Regions from separate parts of the Zea mays genome. Here region 1 is linked to region 2. A link is a contact called in public Hi-C data. All regions are on one chromosome and are shown on one strand. Each heading gives the region's core, a stretch centred on a gene start, on an enhancer-like site or on the middle of the called end of the contact. The rest is flanking DNA. Distances are from core to core; before and after follow the strand shown.

Region 1 (3,036 bases), core at 181-2,680, 190 kb after region 2:
TGACTCTTTGCGCGGACTGTCTGGGTGTCCCACCGGACAGGGTACTTTTCACTGTCCAGTGCGCCACCAGGGCGTTGGCTGACTACCCACTTCATGGATTTCTTCGCTGATTCTTTGGGCTTCTTTTGTTTTTGAGTCTTGGACTTCTAAACTCTTTTTATGTCTTTTTTGAGGTGTTGCATCCTCATTGTCTTAGTCCAATCCTCTTCGTATCCTATGAACTACAAACGTAAACACTAGCAAACACATTAGTCCACAGGTTATGTTGATCATCAAACACCAAAACCTTTTGAGTCAAATAGCCCGGGGTCCATTTTTCTTACAAATTCAAAATGAAAACGCCTTTTGTAGTCTTGTTATCTCTGAGACCTAGTGTCATTGAGCAGTGATCAGAATCTTTTGATGTTGCGCTTTGTAGCATTGGATTAGGAAACAACCCCACTCAATTGAACACATAACTCTATCTAGCTTACCAAGAGTAGGTTGATTTTGTTGATTAAACCAAGTAAATTTGCGCCTAGCTTGGTCCGGCTAAAATGCGAACAATTTTTATCATCACCTGTAAAATGAGGTTAAAATCCCTCGAAATCACCCATGGGCCCTAACAAACTACTCTAATCTCTCTCAACCGCAAAAAAAAGTGAATCTTGTCTTCATTAGATTGAAGCCCATAAACACAACAACTCAACCACTATTGGTGCTCATCGTCTGAACATAACTTCACAGACACGCTATGAATGTCTGTCCTAGTAACTCCTAAATGTCGCCTCCGAGCTACCATGCTGCCACCACCTGCCTCGTGAGAAGGTAAAACCAGAAAGCCAGTAAAATCAGACCCTCAACATAGAGAGGAGAGTACGGTGAGAAGACCGTGACATTTTAGTTTCTTGAAAACATACTGCATCCACACAAACAAGAGTTGAGGAGCTCGCGGATTAAATTTTGTCCAGTTGAGGAGTTGTGTCCTCTCACATTCTATATAAGTATCTTGTCTGCAGATTAAATTCTGCGGGCTGCTAGAATGTACCTGGTAGACACGTCGACGATGGGCCTGATTGGGCCAATGATTTGAAGATTCGGCGGAGCTGGTTCTACACATGCATGTATATGCTGCTTGTTCAAACGTAGGATCATGTGCTATTTTTTCGATCCATGGCTAGTGTCAGGTTGGGTCCATCCATGGCTATTTTTTTTCGGACGGTCGCTTCGGGTGGTCAACGGTGCTAGTAGCTACCCCGACTACCGAGTGCCAGCAAGCGACACTTGGCTGGAGCGCGCGTGATTGCCGGCGAGCGACACTGGCTGGAGCTGGGTACCACCACCGCGTCTGCCCCGACAGCTTCGTCCCGGATGGCTTTCCATTTCCGTCAGAAAAAAAAAATCGCCCTGTCCTTCTGTTTAATACCCCCTCCGTTCCAGTTCTAGTTTCTGTAGCGTGCATTTATACAGCTCGTGTGTGCGTCCGCTGACAAGCCAGGGCAAGGAGAGCAGCCGGCAGAGAGCAGGCCCGGCACCGCCACCGCCAGCCATGACGTTGGACGAATCGTTCAAGAGGCCCGGCACCGTCCCGTTCAAGTGGGAGGTGCAGCCGGGCATCCCCAAGCAGCAAGGTGCAGCCGGCGACGTCCCTCCGCCGCCGACCAGTCCGAGGCTGGCGCTTCCTCCCGCCGCCCGCGTCGCCGCGCCGCTGGCGACCCCGCACCCGCAGCCGTCGCACTCGCACCGGCGGTCCATGTCCGCGCGCTTCGTCACGTCGCTGGCGCTGATGCCCTTCGTCACGCGGCGGGGACGGGGAGGAGGAGGAGGAGGAGGAGGACGCGCCGGCGCCGGCGCCGGCAACTGCGAGGACGAATTCTGCCTGCTGTACGGCGACAAGGCCGCCTAGTTAGTCTCTGTGCGCTGTAGATAGAGATCAGATGTAGCATGTAAACGTGGGAATCAAGTTCTGGAACGACAGGCGTCGTCGTCGTCGTCGTACTATGAACAATCGACGGAAAACGAAAACGATGAAGGGATCGACATGAACAAAGATTTGGCAACGCAGCTGCTAGCTGTCGATGACGTGGACAGACACGAAACGACGCGCTTTGGCCTTTGGCGCCGGTGGAATGTGTTGTGATGACGTCGTCGCGCCTTCGCTCACAAGCGCGTTGAACTCCGACGTCCGACCTCTGTTTTCTGGCAGCGAGCCTTTCACAGGCAGTTTAGGCCCAACACGCTGCGCTGCGTTCAGGCCCACAAGAGAAATGCAATGCAACTTGGTTGGAATCATGGCCCGCAAAGATGGTAATAACACGAATCTGAACAAATTGCATTGCCATCAACACTCTGCTGAATCTGAACTAATTTTTTAAGATCTTCTACCACACAACAGAACCAACTCCAAGCTAATAAATTAGCAACACTCACAAGAACAATCAACTCACCAATTGCCACCAACTGTACATAAACGTACTACTACTACTACTAAAAGAGACCCCGCAGACCGCAGCGCTAGTCGAAACTGGAGGACCGGCTCCAGTAGCCGTCGGCCGAGGTGTCCACGGTGCTGCTGCATTGCGACTGCGACTGCGACAGCGTGTCGTCGTCCTCCACCTCCACCCCGAGGAGCGCGAGGTTAAGATGCGACTGCATGTTCAGGTCAGGGGCCGCCGCCGCAGCCTCCTCGTCGGACCCGTCGAAGCTGGCCGTGACCTGCGCCCTCGCCCAGCCGATCGCCTCGTCGTCGCCCTGGAGGAGTCTCAGGACCTGGTTGGTTGTGGTTACGCAGGGCGTTCGCGGGTCAGAAAGAGTCATGCAACGCAAGCCATTCCTCCTTCTTCTTCTTCTTGCAACGGAGTTCCTTACCAGTGACATCTCAGGCCGAGAGCGAGAAGATGTCCTCGTGCAAAGCGAGGCGGCGAGCGTCATCCTCTCCATCTCATCGCAGTCGTACTCGTTCCTCCCCAGCAACGGATCAACCAGCTCTCTAATTCCGCCGCCGCACAGCAAAGGCTTGGCCTGTTTTACCACCATTTGGCCATTAGAACAAAACAC
Region 2 (2,938 bases), core at 199-2,698:
ATTGGATATCGTCGGGTTTACTTACGTTGGGGACTTGAAGCGGAGATAGAAGATATGCGAAGTCGGTCTCTCCATGTTTGACAACTTTCTGGTGACGATCCACTGTGTATTATGATAAGAATTTCTCCTTCGCTTGACGCATGTAGTCCTTGTATTGCTGTTGCTCATCGGCCGTCAGACTTTCAAGAGCCGGTTTCAGGATATTGTCTGTAGAGATATCGGTGTGATCTTTAGAACCGACCATTTGAGGGTCTGAATTTTAGTAGATCTAGACACCTTTTCCCAGCGGAGTCGCCAAAAAGTGTGTTGACGCCGATTTGGGCACCAATTATTGCGTTGAGAACCGACGGCGGTGCTCTTTGCACATGCGCGGATGGTCCGCGACCAGGGGCCGGACGGTCCACGACCTGAAGCAGGGCTAGGGTTCCCTGCCTGACGGGCCGGACGGTTCGCGCGTGCGCAGGGACGACGGAGTTCGTCGACGGCGCCTGAATCTCGCTCCCGGGAGGGACCTCGTCGGGAAGGAGAGATTCTAGGTGTTGTCTAGGGTCAGCAGACCGACCTAGACACCTCTAATCGACGTAGAGCCGAAGAGAAGCAAAGAATTTGGGGATTGAGAGGCTAAACTAGAATTAAACTAGAACTACTCCTAATGACTAAGGTAAAAACGAGAGATAAATTGATTATTGATTCGATTGTTGGGGGTTCAATCGGCCGTAACCCTTCTTCTATATAAAGGGGAAGACTGGATCCGCTACAAGCTGTTTCCCGAGCTAATCCCGCGGTTTTAGGTAACAAATCCCGTGAGAAACTCAAACCCTAACTGACTCTGCGCACGCGCGGACCGTCCACGCCACTACCGTGGACCGTCCGTCCGGACCGCGGACCGTCCGGCCTCAGGGCTGGACCGTCCGCGCGGTCGTTTCTGGTGCTCAACAGGTGGAATCGGAGTGATGTGGCTGGATAGTGCGATATAGGGGTAAAATTTTAGAGGAGAGCGTTGTAGATAGTCTAATGTGAGGGCATTTTGAAGAAGAACATAAATGGTTTGAAACTGACAAAGAAACTATACCGAGTGTTTTTTAGGAGTTATTGCAAGTAGAGACTACGATCGGATTTCCTCGCCATTCGACTTGGCTGGGCCTCCGGATTTGGTCGGTTTTATGTTGGCAACTGGACGACCCAGCCCGATGTCCGCCCAGTGGGCTTGGTCGAGGCTGTACATTAGCAGGTACCGGAGGCGCAGGACGGGCCACGTCGACCTGCTGCCCGCTCACCACACAGGGAGGCCGGGACCGCACCGCCACTGATATGTCGACCCCACAGAAGATTCATCAAACCATAACGATACCGAAACGGAGGACCCGTCCCCACGCGCCACGAGTGGCTAGTGGCTACGGTGCCATCTCGCCTTCGCGCCACACATCCCCCACTCGCCTCTCACCGACCCAGCAGAAACTATCGCTCGTCGCCGTCGACCAAAGCCATGCCACCGACATGTGGGACAGTGCTGCAGGTCCCACTCGGCAGGGACGCCGGCGGTTCTTGGAGACAGCGAGAGCGACCGACCGCGCGCGCCTCCTCCTCCTCCTTCCTCGCCAGGCACGGCACGACTCCCAGTGGCCAAGTACACTCACCCGCTCGCGCGCGTGAGCGATGAAAGCTCTCGCCTCGCCCGCCGCCTCCTTCCTCCCGGGTATCCCGAGCCCTAGCCATCTCGCGCGCGCGCTTCCCCGATCCGCGGCGGCCGCGCTCTCGCGGCCCCCTTCCGGGCGCTCCATCGCCGCCGCGGCCGCGGCCGCCACAGGGGACCACTGGGGCGCCGACCACCAGCACTACCACGGAGGACGCGCGGGCGCGTCGGAGGCCGGGCCTACCGCGTCGGCGCGCGGCGTCAAGTGCGACGTGGACGTGGTGTCGTGGCGGGAGCGGCGGGTGCTCGCGTCCGTGCCTGTGGCCGCCGACGTCGACACGCTGTGGCAGGTCATCACCGACTACGAGCGCCTCGCTGACTTCATCCCCAACCTCGTCCAGAGGTCCGCATTTTCTCGTCTCCCATCTGTCGCTTCGCAACCGTGATTGCTCTCACGGGTGCCTTCTGAAGGTGTCTGATTGGGGTGGTTTTGCTCGTGCTTCGCTTGCAGTGTGACGATTCCGTGTCCGCATGAAGGGCGGATATGGCTGGAGCAGAGAGGCCTGCAGCGCGCGTTGTACTGGCACATTGAGGCGCGCGTCGTGTTGGATCTCCAGGAAATCCCTGACTCCGTATGTGCTGTCGCAGATTGAACTTCCATTAACTGCTAGGGTGTGAATATTCATGTCGACCAGTCCATGAGGGTGTGAATGCAACATTTGCGTTTTGTCAGCGTGTGTTCTTCTTCTTGCTGTGTAGCTGCTGTGCTATTGTGTCTCTCCGACGTATTTCTTAGTTGCATGAGTTATATTTAGCAAATCTAAAAAACGATGATGGATCTCCTCCATTTTCTGTTCTATATTAAGTTATATTGCCTTACATGATTACTCGTTCATGGTTATTCTTTCAGATTAATGGGCGAGAACTCCATTTCTCGATGGTAGATGGTGACTTCAAGAAGTTTGAAGGAAAATGGTCCATAAGATCTGGTCCTAGGTATGCATCTGATGATCATTTTTCTTTTCTCAGGATAAGTGGGATGGGAGGTAAATCAATGAAGACATAAGTACATGTATCTATATACTAGTATACTACTGTTGACGCCTTTTTGGGGCGCCAATCACTCAAAAGAACCGGCGGCGGTGCTCTCTGGTCAGACGCGGACGGTCCGCGACCTGGTGCAGGAGCTAGGATCCCCTGCCTGACGGCCGGACGGTCTGCGCCCTAGGGCCGGACGGTCCGCGCGTGCGCAGGGGCGGCGGAAGATCGCCGGCGGCGCCTGGATCTCGCTCCCGGGAGGGACCC

What was found. A called contact is a pair of places that touch in the nucleus more often than the background predicts.
Region 1: a Hi-C map of bundle sheath shows a contact between it and region 2, with 1.7 times the contacts expected there. The contact joins the promoter of LOC100275626 here to the promoter of LOC103645724 in region 2. A contact is called at or near these places in 3 of 25 Hi-C or Micro-C datasets (bundle sheath, ear and tassel).

The regions. Positions count from the first base shown.
Region 1 is chr1:303,781,557-303,784,592 of Zm-B73-REFERENCE-NAM-5.0, forward strand. LOC100275626 reads left to right here and starts at 1,431. Exons shown (of 1, transcript NM_001149674.1): 1 at 1,431-2,029. The coding sequence starts at 1,529. The coding sequence ends at 1,885. LOC100191422 reads right to left here. Exons shown (of 8, transcript NM_001358481.1): 8 at 2,292-3,000. The coding sequence ends at 2,494.
Region 2 is chr1:303,587,880-303,590,817 of Zm-B73-REFERENCE-NAM-5.0, forward strand. LOC103645724 reads left to right here and starts at 1,449. Exons shown (of 10, transcript XM_020547042.3): 1 at 1,449-2,036; 2 at 2,145-2,265; 3 at 2,544-2,629. The coding sequence starts at 1,657.